Regions from separate parts of the Mus musculus genome. Here regions 1 and 2 are each linked to region 3. The links are chromatin contacts, called in public HiChIP or PLAC-seq and capture Hi-C maps. All regions are on one chromosome and are shown on one strand. Each heading gives the region's core, a stretch centred on a gene start, on an enhancer-like site or on the middle of the called end of the contact. The rest is flanking DNA. Distances are from core to core; before and after follow the strand shown. Region 1 holds the start of 4933427D14Rik (RIKEN cDNA 4933427D14 gene). Region 2 holds the start of Tekt1 (tektin 1). Region 3 holds the start of Nup88 (nucleoporin 88).

The links. HiChIP or PLAC-seq counts read pairs in DNA pulled down with a chosen protein or histone mark. Capture Hi-C pulls out chosen DNA fragments and counts their contacts.
Region 1: a contact with region 3 is called in a capture Hi-C map of embryonic stem cells, with 7 times the contacts expected there. The contact joins the promoter of 4933427D14Rik here to the promoter of Nup88 in region 3. A contact is called at or near these places in 2 of 39 promoter capture datasets (cranial neural crest and embryonic stem cells), 6 of 115 datasets of contacts at active chromatin or transcription factors (the NIH/3T3 cell line, astrocytes, embryonic stem cells and 2 more) and 1 of 9 other capture datasets (embryonic stem cells).
Region 2: a contact with region 3 is called in an H3K27ac HiChIP or PLAC-seq map of embryonic stem cells, with 2.9 times the contacts expected there. The contact joins the promoter of Tekt1 here to the promoter of Nup88 in region 3. A contact is called at or near these places in 2 of 39 promoter capture datasets (embryonic stem cells and hippocampal neurons) and 2 of 115 datasets of contacts at active chromatin or transcription factors (embryonic stem cells and pancreatic cancer cells).

What each region holds. Positions count from the first base shown.
Region 1 is chr11:72,204,159-72,208,882 of GRCm38.p6, forward strand. It overlaps 4933427D14Rik (RIKEN cDNA 4933427D14 gene), which reads right to left and starts at 3,324. Exons shown (of 19, transcript NM_001361564.1): 1 at 3,038-3,324. Txndc17 (thioredoxin domain containing 17) reads left to right here and starts at 3,396. Exons shown (of 4, transcript NM_026559.3): 1 at 3,396-3,610; 2 at 4,095-4,176; 3 at 4,572-4,647. The coding sequence starts at 3,466.
Region 2 is chr11:72,360,019-72,364,551 of GRCm38.p6, forward strand. It overlaps Tekt1 (tektin 1), which reads right to left and starts at 1,864. Exons shown (of 8, transcript NM_011569.3): 1 at 1,775-1,864. It overlaps Gm34317 (a long non-coding RNA gene), which reads left to right and starts at 1,896. Exons shown (of 7, transcript XR_003949575.1): 1 at 1,896-1,973; 2 at 3,512-3,536; 3 at 3,974-4,202.
Region 3 is chr11:70,967,301-70,971,644 of GRCm38.p6, forward strand. Nup88 (nucleoporin 88) reads right to left here and starts at 2,673. Exons shown (of 17, transcript NM_172394.3): 1 at 2,349-2,673; 2 at 548-717. The coding sequence starts at 2,651. It overlaps Rpain (RPA interacting protein), which reads left to right and starts at 2,899. Exons shown (of 7, transcript NM_027186.3): 1 at 2,899-3,287. The coding sequence starts at 3,207.

The DNA of each region.
Region 1 (4,724 bases), core at 2,074-4,573, 1.2 Mb after region 3:
CTCCCCTGCAGATCTTGAACTGACCCACATTCTGGTACCAAGCTCACCGGTGTAAGAAACTTCCACAGCCTGGCCCCTCCCTACAAGTCCCAGGCTCCCTCTACTCACTGTTTCCTCCCCTGATGACCTTACTCCCTCAGTGGCCGGTCTCCTAACCACTGTCAGGTCAGAGACACCTTCATCTGCCTCCTCCCCAGAGGGCCCAGCCACCCACACTGGTGCAGGGACATGTCTGACCATGGGAACCCTCCCCGGATGCAAAGCCTCCCTCCCTGCCTCGGGAACTGTTCCACTGTGTCTCCTCCACAGATCAGAGATACCTTCAGAGCCTGCTTCCCTCTCAAGTTCAGGGACACTGGCAGCAGTGGGTACCTCGGTCATTTGTCTTCTTTGCCATATCCCCGAGCTTTCTCCACAGCCTCTATCCACTACCCCATGAGGCCCACAGAGCCCAGAAGCTGTGGTCTCTCCCACGGCTGTGGGAATTCTAGCAGCCACAGGCATCACAGCAGGCTGTCTTCTCTGTACACCCGCAGAGAGTGTCGCATCCCCCATGGACTCGGGGAGCCCCACAGTCACTGGTACCCTTGTAGGTGGCCTGCCTCCTGAGTCTGAGGCTCTCCTACAGCTGTGCTCCCACACACAACCAGATCCCCTGAGAGCCACGCCCACACCAGCTGGTGATACCCCTACTGTCACAGGTATACCCACAGTCTGTCTCCTTCCTGATAAGTTTGAGAAACTTCTGGAGCCAGCCTCTATCTTCAGAGAACCAGGTATTTCAGGAGCCAGGGGAACCCCAATAGCCGGTCTCCTTCCCCATGAACATGGGAGAGCCCCAGGTTCAGCATCCTCTAGCACAGATGAGCACTCCTCAGGAGCCACAGGTCTCGCGCAGGCAACCTGAGTTCTTCCCGGCAGGTTCACCCCGTCTGTAGAGCTGCTTTCCTGACACACCCACAAGGCAGCAGGTACACCCAGAGCCGAGGGTACGCCTTCTGTGGCCCACCTGTGCTTTGGCACAACTGCTTCCGTCAATCCCACAGCTCGCCTCCTTCCACACGGACAGGAGAGAGCGCCACATCTGACATCCTGATCCACAGCCCCATGTATTCCTAAAGCTGCAGGCTCCTGAGCCTCCGGCTCCCTCATGACCTGCCTCCTTTCCCACAGGCTTAGAGGATTCCCATTGTATGTCTCCTCCATAACCGGCCCCGGCAATGGCTCAGCCAGAGGAGCTTCCTGAGCCGACTGCTGCCTCTCCCACAGGCCTGAAACGTCATAGCTGGTTTCTTCTTCCCTACCTCCTGGTACCACCACTGTCTGCAAACCTGGCAACTGTCCTTTTCCCCACAGTCCTGGAATACTTGCATCATCTGCCTCCTTCCCCAAAGCCCTGGGTGCTCCCATTGCCTGTTCTATACCCCACAGGCCCTGGGCACCTCGAGAACCTATCTCATGCTCCTCAGAAGCACACAATTCTACAGCCTGTGCTGCACCCCATGACCCCGGGTCACCTCCACATCTAGCTTCCTCTTCTCTAGCACAAGGCACTCCTACAAGCTGTCCCATGGTCCTTAGACCAGGAATACCCCTAGAACCTATATCTTCCATCTCTTGTCTCCTTTGCCACAACCCTGGGCCCCCGTGGGAGGTAGTTCCATCTTCCATGGCCCTGGGTAGTACCAGCAGGGCATCAGGGCCCCCTTCCATCAGCCCCCTTTCCCATAACATATGCCCATATTCAGCTCCTTCTGCCAGAGCCCCAGAAAACTGCCCTGACTGCCCTCCCCCACAGAGACATGAGGTACCCTCACATTCCCTCACTTCTCCAGCTCTGGGCCTTTTCAAGACCTGAGACCATCCTATGGCCTCAGGCACCACCACAGTTTGTCTTTTTTCCCAAGGTCCAGAGGAAACACAGTCTATCTTCTCTACTACCTCAGGTCCACCCACAGGAGGTGGTGTCTTCCCAGCTTGTCCCTGCCTACAAAGGATAGAGACTCTCTCACAACCGGCCCCTATTCCCCTAGCTGTGGGCAGTCCTGAGGCCTGGGGGAATGTCCTAGTATTGCCTCTCACCCAGGGTCCGGTGACACCACCTCGGCTGGTCTCTACCCAGGAAGCTCGCCCAGGAATACCCTTCTCGATCGGCCCCTCTCCCACGGGAACGGGATGGAGCTCCACTCTGCTTCCTTCCCAGCATCCCGACGCTACCCTCATAGCCTGCACCTTCAACCACAGTTCCAGGATGCTCTCATGGCCAAGTGTTCCTGGACGACCTTTTCTCTCACAGCTTGGAGAGCTCCTATTGTCTAGCTCCTCCTCCCCAGATACAGTCACCCACACAGACCCAGCAGGCCCAACCACCTCGGGCTCGCCCACAGTCCCGTTCACCCACACTGTCCTGGGGTCCATTGCTGCCTCAACCGAGCCTGCAGTCCCAGGTATCCCAAAGGCCCTGTTCACCCTAGCGGGGACTGCGGGCTCCGCAGTCCTCTTCTCTAAAGGCTGCTGACCATTCTGTAGCCACCCTATGTTTGCACAGAGCATCCGCCGCACTGAAGATCTCACCCGGCGCCTTACTCCATAGCCTCGGGATAACCCTGCACCCCACCTCCTCGCCCACAGAGGCCGAACACCCCGACGCAACCTGCGGGCCCTCATGCAATGAGCCGGCATCTTCGCTGCCAGTGTACACCTGCGTAGCCCGGGCAAGGGCCCCCGTGCCGGCGTCGCAGCTCCTGGACAATTCCTTTCCCCAATGCAACCTCAGACACGCTCTCTTTGCATCTGTTCCCCCGCACACGCACTCACAACACTCGGATCCAGTCCTCGCTGCCTTTCTGCCTCCCAGCTCTCTCCAAACCCCCGCCCGATCCCGGACGCCGCCCCCGGCCCCGGCCCCCCTAAAGTCTGACAAATAGAAAGGTAATAGGAGGGGCGGAGCTGCAAGGCAAGCCTGGGGCGAGGTCTCTCACTGTCTCTCTGTCTAATGCAGTTTCCCAGAATTCCCCCAGCTCCGGCCCAAGCCCACCTGGTTTGGGCGCGGCGCGGCCACCAAGAGATCGTAAGGCGACCCCACGCTAGGCCTCGCTTCCGGCCTCTCGCCCAGTCGTCATGGCAACAGGCGCGCGGCTGTTTGGGAGCCGTTGATCTTCCTGAGCCATTTGAGGATCAAGGTGTTGTACCGCGACGGGCTTTGCCGTCACTGTCCATGAAGCCAGGGTGGGGACCAGACCAGGTCAGGCGTCTAGTTGTCTGAGGGAAACTGGCGCCAAAAAGAAACTCCAGCAGACCAAAAGGACGGCCCTAAGGAGTTATGGCTATTCAAGGCTCCCGTAGCACCACTCTGCTGCGGCGGCCCCGCCCACCCGGAACCTTGTCCACGCCTTACTTGGGCCCCGCCTTGGGGGCGCAGGACCCTAGGGCTCCTCCCGTGCTCCTCTCCGCACTGTTGTACCCATGGCCACCTTCGAGGAGGTGAGCGTGCTGGGCTTCGAGGAGTTCGACAAGGCAGTGAAGGAGCATGAGGGCAAGACCATTTTCGCCTACTTCAGCGGTTCTAAGGATACCGAAGGGAAGAGCTGGTGTCCGGACTGCGTGGAAGGTGAGGCTGGGACCAGGACTGGGGGTTGCTGCGCCACAGCAGTGCTAGGAAGAAGGCCCCTGCTGAAGTCAGAAAGTGGGATGAGATGAGGATCTTGGTCCTGCAGACCCGCAGAAGCGCCTGAGCTGTACCCCGTCTCTCGTTAGGCCCTTACTGCCCCACCCAAGGATGACCCTCATTTTTATCATGGATTCGGATCTTGGAACCAGGTTCTTTAAAATTCTCAGTTCCCCAAACGATTAGTGTCTCATAAAAAAAAAAAAGACCAGACTCAGGAGTTGATCTTTCCGTCATCATATATGTATGCTGAGTTTTCTGATTGTGTCTTAAAGACAATCAGGACTAGGACTTAAGTGATTCACGAGTCCAGAGGACACGCGACTTTAACATCCTATCTTACAACCGGTTAAAGTCTAAGACTGGGGACGGGAGGGCGTGGGCTATCGCAGTTGATGTGTAATTACTTTTTAACTCTTTTAAAAAGCTGAGCCAGTCATTCGAGAGGGGCTGAAGCATGTTACCGAAGACTGTGTGTTCATCTACTGCCAAGTAGGAGACAAACCTTAGTAAGTCATGTATACCGTATCTCCAGACATGGACTATATTATTAAAAAGCTGGGTAAAAAGGACCTCAGATAATTGGTCAGGCTCTGTGTTTTAGGTATTGTCTGATAAGCTAAACAATTAGAATTACTGAATTCATATTTACAGTTTATGTTCAACCACATATCATCATTAATGAATTGGGTCTGGAATAAGTTCAGAACTCTATTGACTTTACATTTGTTTTATCTTAGCCACACTTTAAACTTTGCAGAAAGTGACACATAAGTTACAGTTCTCAAAATGTTTAAAGGTTAACAAAAGCAGTGGTTACAAGTATATTATATATAAGTCAACTGTTGAGTAAACTGTAATGAACCAAGTAGTATTTTTCATTATCTGTTTCATTTTGGAACAGCTGGAAAGACCCAAATAATGACTTCAGACAAAAACTGAAAATAACCGCAGTGCCTACACTACTTAAATATGGAACAGTAAGTGTCTACCTTTATGTTTGTAGCTATAATGTAGTTAAAACTCAAGTTGTTTTTTGAGTCAAGTTTGAAAAGAT
Region 2 (4,533 bases), core at 614-3,113, 1.4 Mb after region 3:
AGCTCCCAGATCAAGAAATAATGTTACCAATATGCCAAATCTTTCTAGTTTCTAGTTGCCACTCTCAGCCTCACAAGGTTGCCACTAACCCCATCTTTAATGCTACATATAGGTTCCTTTGCTTTTTAACTAAATAGAGTATTTTCTTTAGCATCTGGTGGCTTTTATTTAATATTGTGTTCATAAAAGTGGTCTTACTGCCTATAATGTAGCTTGTCCATTCTTATCACTATGCAATGTACCAGGTGACTATGTAAAAATTAACCTTTTCCTATTGCTTATAAACATGTGGACTATTCTCATTTAGGGTTATCACAAAATGCTCTTGATATTCTCCTGTGCATCTTTTGAGATGTGGAGTTCTTGTTGCTCTCGGTGAATCATAGAACAGTGTACTGGCTAGTCTTATGTCAACTTGACACAAGCTAGAGTTATCTGGCAAGAGGGAACCTCACTTGAGAAAATGACTCCATGAATCTGGCTGTGTGACATTTTCTTTATTAGTGATGTATGGGGAGGGCCCAGGCCTTTGTGGGTGATGCTAAGCCTGAGCTGATGGTCCTGGGTTCTGCAAGAAAGCAGATTGAGCTGGGCAGTGGTGGTGCCTTTAATCCCAGAACTAGGAAGGCAGAGGCAAGTGGATCTCTGAAAATTTGAGACCAGCCTAATCTACAGAGTGAGTTCCAGGAAAGCCAGGGCTACACAAAGACACCCTGCCTTGGAGAAGAAAAAAGGAGAGAGAGGGAGGGAGGGAGGGAGGGAGGGAGGGAGGGAGGGAGGGAGGGAGAGAGGGAGAGAGGGAGAGAGGGAGAGAGGGAGAGAGGGAGAGAGAACGAAAGACAAGGAAGGAAGGAAGGAAGGAAGGAAGGAAGGAAGGAAGGAAGGAAGGAAGGAAAGAAAGAAAGGAAGAAAAGAAAGAAAGGAAGAAAAGACAAGGAAGAAAGGAAGGAAAGAAAGAAAAAAGAGAAAGAAGGGAAGGAAGGAAGGAAGGAAGGAAGGAAGGAAGGAAGGAAGGCAGGCAGGCTGAGCGAGCCATGATGAACAAACCAGTTAGCATGCCCTTCATGCCCTCTGCATTAGCTCCTGCCTCTAGATTCTTGCCCTGTTTTGAGTTCCTATCCTGACTTCCTTCAATGATAAACAAGCAATATGAACATGTAAGACAAATATGCCCTTTCCTCTCCAACTTGCTTTTTGATCATGTTGTTTTGTCACAGCAATAGAAACCCTAAGACAAGCAGTATTCTTTCAAATACATGAACCCAGACATGTTGTATAAGAAATGAACAGATGTGACGTCTGTAAGCCAACATCTGGGCATTGTGACTACAGGATAAAGACAAGGAACAGGGGGTAAGGCAGCCTCTGGAGACAGTTGCGGGGGAAAAAAAATATGATCCCCTGGCTCTGAACGACATCACATCTGTCTTCCATAGGCAAAGCTGAACTCTGAAAGCCTCCCGCTCTGGACTCTATAACCCTAGTATTTACCCTAGGGGCCTCTGAAGCCGTCACAACCAAGGATGGATTCAGATCTTGACTAGGCTAAGCATCAGGCCCCATGTAACCCCCTCAGACACTCCTGAGCTCTCCAGTTCAGTCCCCTCCTATGGTCTCTCCCGAGTCTGTCTCAGCGTGGCTCTCTGAGATATAACTTTGAACAAGTGTGAATAGTCTCGAAGAGGGGACCGATATCAGTGCTAACCGCTGATACAAAAGACACACCGCGTGGGTAGGGAGAAGGGGTAGGTGAGGTGGATCGGGGCTCACTTACCTTAGTTCATTAAAGAACACAAGCTTCTGTAGGGCACTCCTGACCCCAACCAGAGCTCCTGGTTCTGAGAGAACCAGCCGAGAAAACTGCGGTCTCTATGGCAACCGGACGGACGCAACGTTGCCCTAGTTAGAAGACTGCGCAAGCGCGAATGTGAGAGTGGTGCTAAAGGGTAACCCGAGCAAACAAGACAAAGAAAGTAGGTGGTCCGAAGTCTGATCCTGCTGAGAAAACGTCAAAACACGGGGCAGGAGATTGGGTCACTCGGGGTTCCCGTTCCCCGAGTCTCTGACTCCATAGATGCACAGCGGGTCGGTCTTGGCGCTGTCCTGAGCCGTAGATGACCCGGGACCACAGAGATACACACACTGCGTTCCACGTGGTCGTTGCTCCAAACCTGGAGCAAAGGACCTGCAAACCTAGCGACACACAGGGTGCATGGGTAGCTCCAGACAGGGGTAGGCAAGAATGGGTTTTCGGCCAGGTATCTTCTCCCAAGGCGTAAAACTCACCAAGCACTGAGCTTTTTCTCGGTTAAGATCGCACTGCTACGTGATCTTCAAACTGTTGTGGATTGAGTTAAAATTAGGCTTTCAGGACGCCAGCCACTCGGTGCCACGGCCATGAGTTTAACATAGCCATACACCATCTTCAAACGTTCGTTTTACAGGCAGCACGTTTATTTAAAAAACAAAAAAACAAAAACAAAACAAAACAAAAAAACCCTTTGCATTACTACTGGAAATGGGAAATTGGCGCTGTCTGTGTGGCAGAAAAAGCAATCATAAAGGTGAACACGATGAAACAAAGGCATAAAATTTATAACAATGTGAAGGCACTGATGAAGGGCTGGAGAGATGGCTCAGCGGTTAAGAGGACTGACTGCTCTTCCAGAGGTCCCGAGTTCAATGCCAAGCACCCACATGGTGGCTCACAACCATCTGCAATGAGATCCAGTGCATACCTTCTGGTGTGCATGAAAACAGAAAACAGAGCACTCCTAGTCATAAAATAAATACATAAACAAATCTTTAAAAGAAAGAGAAAGAAATGAGGGAAGGAAGGAAGGAAGGAAGGAAGGAAGGAAGAAAAAGCAGCGATGAGCTGGGTGTATCTGCTTATCCCTGGCATCTCAGCATGCCAGAAAAAGACCCTTAAGCTGAGGATTCAAATCTGAAAGACATATTGGAAATTAACACTCACCTTTCATTCATGTATGTATATATATATATATTGCTTTTTTTCAAGACAGGGTTTCTCTGTGTAGCTCTGGCTGTCCTGGAACTCACTTTGTAGACCAGCCTGGCCTGGAACTCAGAAATCCACCTGCCTCTGCCTCCAAGAGCTGAGATTAAAGGCGTGCGCCACCACTGCCCAGCTCATGTATCTATGTTCTTAATTCTGGTATTAATATTAATGAATACCTTAATTCAAAGACTGGGGTAGGCAAGGTGGCTCAGCAAGTAAAAGTGCCTCTCCAGAAGGAAAGACATGACTGCCACAAGTTGTCCTCTGACCTGCACAACCACACACACACACACACACACACACACACACACAGGGGAAAAGAATGGGAGGGAAGACAGAGAGAGGGAGACAAATAACAACAATAATAATATTAATAATAAATGTAAAACTGAAAAGGTTACTTTGCTAAAATAATAATAACCAAAAACAGGGTTGTGGGGAGCAGAACATTGATTTGATATCCACATTTCCTGCTATCTCTCATTCCAGGACAACATCATTTCTTTCTGTCCAGGTGAGTGAGCTGAGATGCACCTGCATCTGAGTGTTCAAACCCTTCACCACTAGCAACTGGCATTCCCCCCACCCCCAACTTGTTGGAAATACACATTCCTGAGCCCTGCCCGGGCCTTCTGCATCAGAAAACTTGGGTTAGCCCTACCATGTGAAGTTAGCAAGCTCCCTTCCCCACCCCAAGGTGTGTCTGAGACTCGAGTTCTGGGAGGAAATCTCTAGGGCTCAGAATGTTCTTGTTCAGAACCTATACAGCTAACAAGGGGACCTTGTTTTTCTATTCAAAGAAATTGTTTTCAGCCCTAGGAGCAGCCATACTGAATTCTGTTCAAAAATAAAAATGAGGGAAGAAAAGTAAGGCTTGAAAGCTCATTGTTTAACTCTGCCAAGTTACTGAGAGGAGCGAGAGCTGACGGTGCCCTGTCCACGGTCTCACAGGCAAGTTGGCACTGGGCCAGGAGCAGACCTCTCATCATCTCATGTTCAAGGAAGACTTCAAAACAGCTGATTGCATCAGTCTGGTGGGAAACGCTGGGACGGCTATTGAGCAACGTGTACATGCTCTAAGTCTATGGAATGACTAGATCAGACCCACTGAGGTCTGTTGCTCTTGCATGGCCTAGCCCTTCATCTTGTGGCTTTCAGAAGATGAAGAAACATTCCTAAGGTAAGGAGATGGTGCCATGGATAAAGTACTTACCATACAAGCCTGGGGACCGAAGTTCAGATCCCTGAGCCCACAGAAGTACAAGGGCCGAGAAGTGAGCCTGTAATTCCAACCCTCCAGAGGCGAAGATGGAGGATCTCCAGAGCAAGCTGGCTGGCTAGACTAGCCCAGTCAGCAAGTCCTGAGTTCAGCTGAGACTCTATCTCCATGAAGGAAGGGACCAGATATCAACTTCAGGTCTCCACATGCACACGTGTGCACTCTATTGAACATGGACAGACACACAGAGGGGGGTGGGAGGGGTGTTCCTAGTTTTCTTCCCTTTCACTCT
Region 3 (4,344 bases), core at 1,423-3,922:
GGCCCATTGGACATGCAAACTTTATATGCCCCAGTACAGGGGAACACCAGGGCCAAAAAGTGGGAATGGGTGGGTAGGGGAGTTGGGGGGGAGGGTATGGGGGACTTTTGGGATAGCATCGGAAATGTAATTGAGGAAAATACCTAATTAAAAAAAATTTAAAATCCAAAAAAAAAATTAACACAGTATTCTTCAAAAATAACAGCAGGGACTGGGAAGGTGGCTCAGGAGTTTAGAGCACCTGCCGCTTTTGCAGAGGATCCAACATTGGCTCCTAGCAACCTCGTAGCAGCTAAACTCTAACTCCAGTTTAGGAGATTTGACACTCTCTTCTTGCTGTCCAGGCACACAAGCACTGCACTTACTAAATGAAGGCAAACCACTCATACATGTTTAAAAAAGAACGGACAACAATAGTACCACAGGAAGTCAGTGTGCAGGACCATACAAATGCTCAAATGTTTCAATAGTGGCCCCTAAATACATTTCAACCATTTTGGGTCTTAGCAACTTACACAGATAAATACTAAATGAAAATACAACTTACCTACAATTCACAGTTGCTTTTCCACCTTCAAATTCAGAGTCCTTCCCCCACCTCTGAGGTAATTCTAATGCCATAAGTCCTTTACTTCCGATAAGTGCTACATGATGTTGGGTTGGACTCAACAAGACTTGATGGATTTCAAACAAGGGTGGATTAATGCAGAGTAATCTCTGAAAGTAAAACCATTTAGTAAAAATAGTTAATTTTAATATAAATTTATTTCAGAGTTGCTTGAAACCATAATCACGTTTTAAATTTCTAAAGTTATAAATAGCATTCTGAGCATGTACTAACTGTGTCATTAGCTGATTATTCCCCAAGAAATAATCTCTAGGTTCTTGATAGATGACAACACCTAAAAGCACTTGCTGCCCTTGCAAAAGACCTGAGTTTGGTTCCCAGCACCCATATTCTTGGGGCTCATTCATATTCATATTCTCTCTCTCTCTCTCTCTCACCAAACACACACACAAACTGAAAATAAAAACCACAGGGCTACTCTTCCAGAGGACCTGGGTTCAATTCCCAGCCCCCGCACGGTGGCTCTGTAGCATCTGTGTGCACCAGGCACATAGATGTTATATGCAGCACTCATTTGCAGGAAAACATACATACCCAGAAAATTTAAAAACAAAAACTTAAAAAAAAAAAAAAAAAAAGGGAGAAATTACCCCTGATCTTGCGGCCAGGGAACAAAGGCATGTTTTCTGTAGTTCCACACCACAGCTCTGGGTAATACCACAGGTCTTAAACATTCTAAACTTTCCCTGACATAACCCAGTAGGCGCTACTTGAGATTTTTCTTCTGTGTTCCTGGCCTCAAGCAGACTCTTGATACCCAGTAAATACATAAACTCGGAAGTATCAACAGATTACCATCTTATAACTGTACTGTAGAGAAAGGAAGAGCTTCAGGCCAAGTGTAAAGGTTCACGCCTTTATTCCCAGCACCAGATAAGGTGCAGGTGGCTCTGTTTGAGCTCCAGGTCACCCAAGGTCACAGGTAAGGCCCTAGATTACCTTCAAGCGCCTTGCAGCAAGCAGTACTGCTTCATCTACGTGGACTTAATATAAAAGAGTGATAGTTTAAGGGAGTTTCAATAATTTGTCATAGCATCATATAGCCTCAAAAATACTCTCACCCTGGTACTTCCTATTTCTTTTCTCATGACCATTTTAGATTTCTAATTTCTTTTTATTATTCGTAAATAATGATGAGACCATCAATATATTATTTACCTTAGTATGGAGAATTATACTAAGCCAAAAATCCTTTTAAATAAGGATTTCTTTTGAATATAATAATATTTCTAATTGCTTTTAAATCTGTAGGCCCATGTCTTTAAATGCCTGTTGTAGAACTGGGCAGTGGCAGCACATGGCTTAATCCTAGCTCTGATCAGGATCCTCCAGATCTCTGTTAATGAGGTCAGCCTGCTCTACAGAGTGCGTTCCAGAACAACCAGGGCTGTTAACCCTGTCTCAACAAACCCCTCCACCCCCACCGAAGCAAATCACAGATATTACGGAGCTTGTGCATGCTCTAGGTTTATGTCAGGTGCTGGACACACACACAGGCCTAGCCTCTGTTTTGGTGTTTATAAATGACTTAGACCCGTAATCTCAACACTCAGAGACTGGGGCAGGAGTTCCTGGCTAGCCTGGGCTACATAGTGATTCCAGACCAGATTGAGCTACAAAGCGGGGTCATTCCACTCGAAGTGGGGCGTTCCCAAAAGACGCCAGCCCAGGTCCGCCAACGAACCAAAAGGCTGATTGCTTTCACGATGGACCGGCGCACCTGATACTGGGAGAGAGGAGGCTCCACGCCACCACCGCTGGGGCCTCGAAGGCGAACCACCAAGAAGGCGCTGCCTTCTGCGTCCCACAGAAACAGTTCCCCTCCGAGGCCGAAGACCAGGTTTCTCGTCGGCAAATGCGGCGGCAGAGACGGGCACGAGGGTGAAGTCGAAGCCGCTGGCTTCTCCGCTTCGGCTGGACTCTGGTTTCTTACGCCCTCGCGGAGCCGCAAGAACACGACGTGGTTAGGAAGCCAGCTCTGCCACAGCTCCCCATCGCCCAAGGGCCCCACGGCAGCCGCCATCTTGAACTAACAGCTCAGGATTGAGGGGCGGGAGGAAACGAAGCCCGCTGCTGTGCGTAGCCAATCCGCGGCCAGCACTTCACAGCTTCAGCCTATCAAAGTGTAGGAATCTCGAGAAGTTGGCCCAATAAGAAAGAATCGCTAGAGGATAGACAGGGCCGCGGGTTGAAGCCAAGGTGGGCGGGGCGGGGCGGGGCGGAGTGGAGTGTAAGGATCGCTTTGGGGCTGCTGCTGGGCCAGTGAGGGGGTAGCGTTAAGGATGAGAGATGTGTGTCTGATTGTCTACTGGACAACTTCCTCTGGGTAAACCCAGAACTTTCTCTCAAGATTCACCTCCCTCAGCCCGGGTGGTGTTTACTTCTCAACTGTCACTGCTTCATCTATCCTCGGATTCCCCTAAATCTGTCACTGTGAGGGGATAGAAACTAGATACAATTCCAAGAAAGCCCGGCGGCCTGAAGTACAGACAGACTGCGCCGAGACTACAACTTCCAGAATCCTTTGCGCGCGGCTAAGGGGCGGTGATTTGGGCGCTGTTTCCCGCTAAGGGAGGAGATGGCAGAGTCCTCGGGGTCTCCGCACCGCTTGTTGTACAAGCAGGTGGGCTCGCCCCACTGGAAAGAAACTTTCAGGCAGGTGAGTGTGAAGTTTGGGTTGTCATCACTTCCCTAATCTTCCCAAGGACCTCTGTCCTCGGTGTGCTCGCTTCAGCACTGGTTGTGGAGCAGGTGCCCGGTGTGCCTGGCCAGCGAGGTGGATCTCTTGCTATAGGATTGGGTCCCGGCCGCCGCCCGGGCTGTTGGCCGGCGTAGGTGTTATGCTATCCTAGGATTCGACTTTGTTTCATATTTTAAGAGTCATGACAGCAGTAGCAACACCACCACCTAACGTTCGGTTACAGAGGGAAGCACTCCGTATGTATACGTCACGTGAGATAGAAGTTATTTCTCTCCTGAAGAACATCAGACACGGTTAGGAGAGTTGAACTTAAGCTCCGCCTTCTTCCGAACTCAAGTAGTTCCTTCTAAGAAGCAGCTTATCTCCCTGTTCAGCAGTCTCAAAAGGGTGGGTGTATTCCAGAAGAACCACCCAGAAAAACAATCTTCATGCTGAACATGTTGTGTGGAGTAGTGTTTCTCAACAGTGAGTGCTGACGTTTCGAAGGAGAACGTTCTATTATGGGAGGTGGTTCTGTACAATGTAGAACACTTAGATGCAGCAGCCTTGGTCTCTCCACCTACTAAATGGCACCAGTCAGTAGCAGTTCTTCAAGCAGAGCTGTGACAACCACTTGGGAACAAAAACTGTCCCGAGTTGGGGGTGGAGAGATGGCTCAAGAGTCCTTATGTTTCAGTAGCAGACCCGATGGCTGTAACTCCAGTTCCAAGTGGTCTATTGCCATCTTCTGGCCCTGGTGTGCATCAGCACTGGTGTGGTGCACATAAACTCATACAGGCACACACATAGACACAGGAAAAAAAATTAAAAACCCATACCAGGGTTGTAAAGTACTATTTTACAAGAAGACCATTACTATAGCCATTTGTACAATTCCAGGAATTTAGAAGCCATATAAATGTCTGAAGTTAGTCTGTGGATACAGTTCCTGTGTATCCAACTGTCTTCTTATAAGATAAAATATGAAATATAGGAATGTGTGTAATGTAACCCATCTGTGTGTGGAGGACTTGAG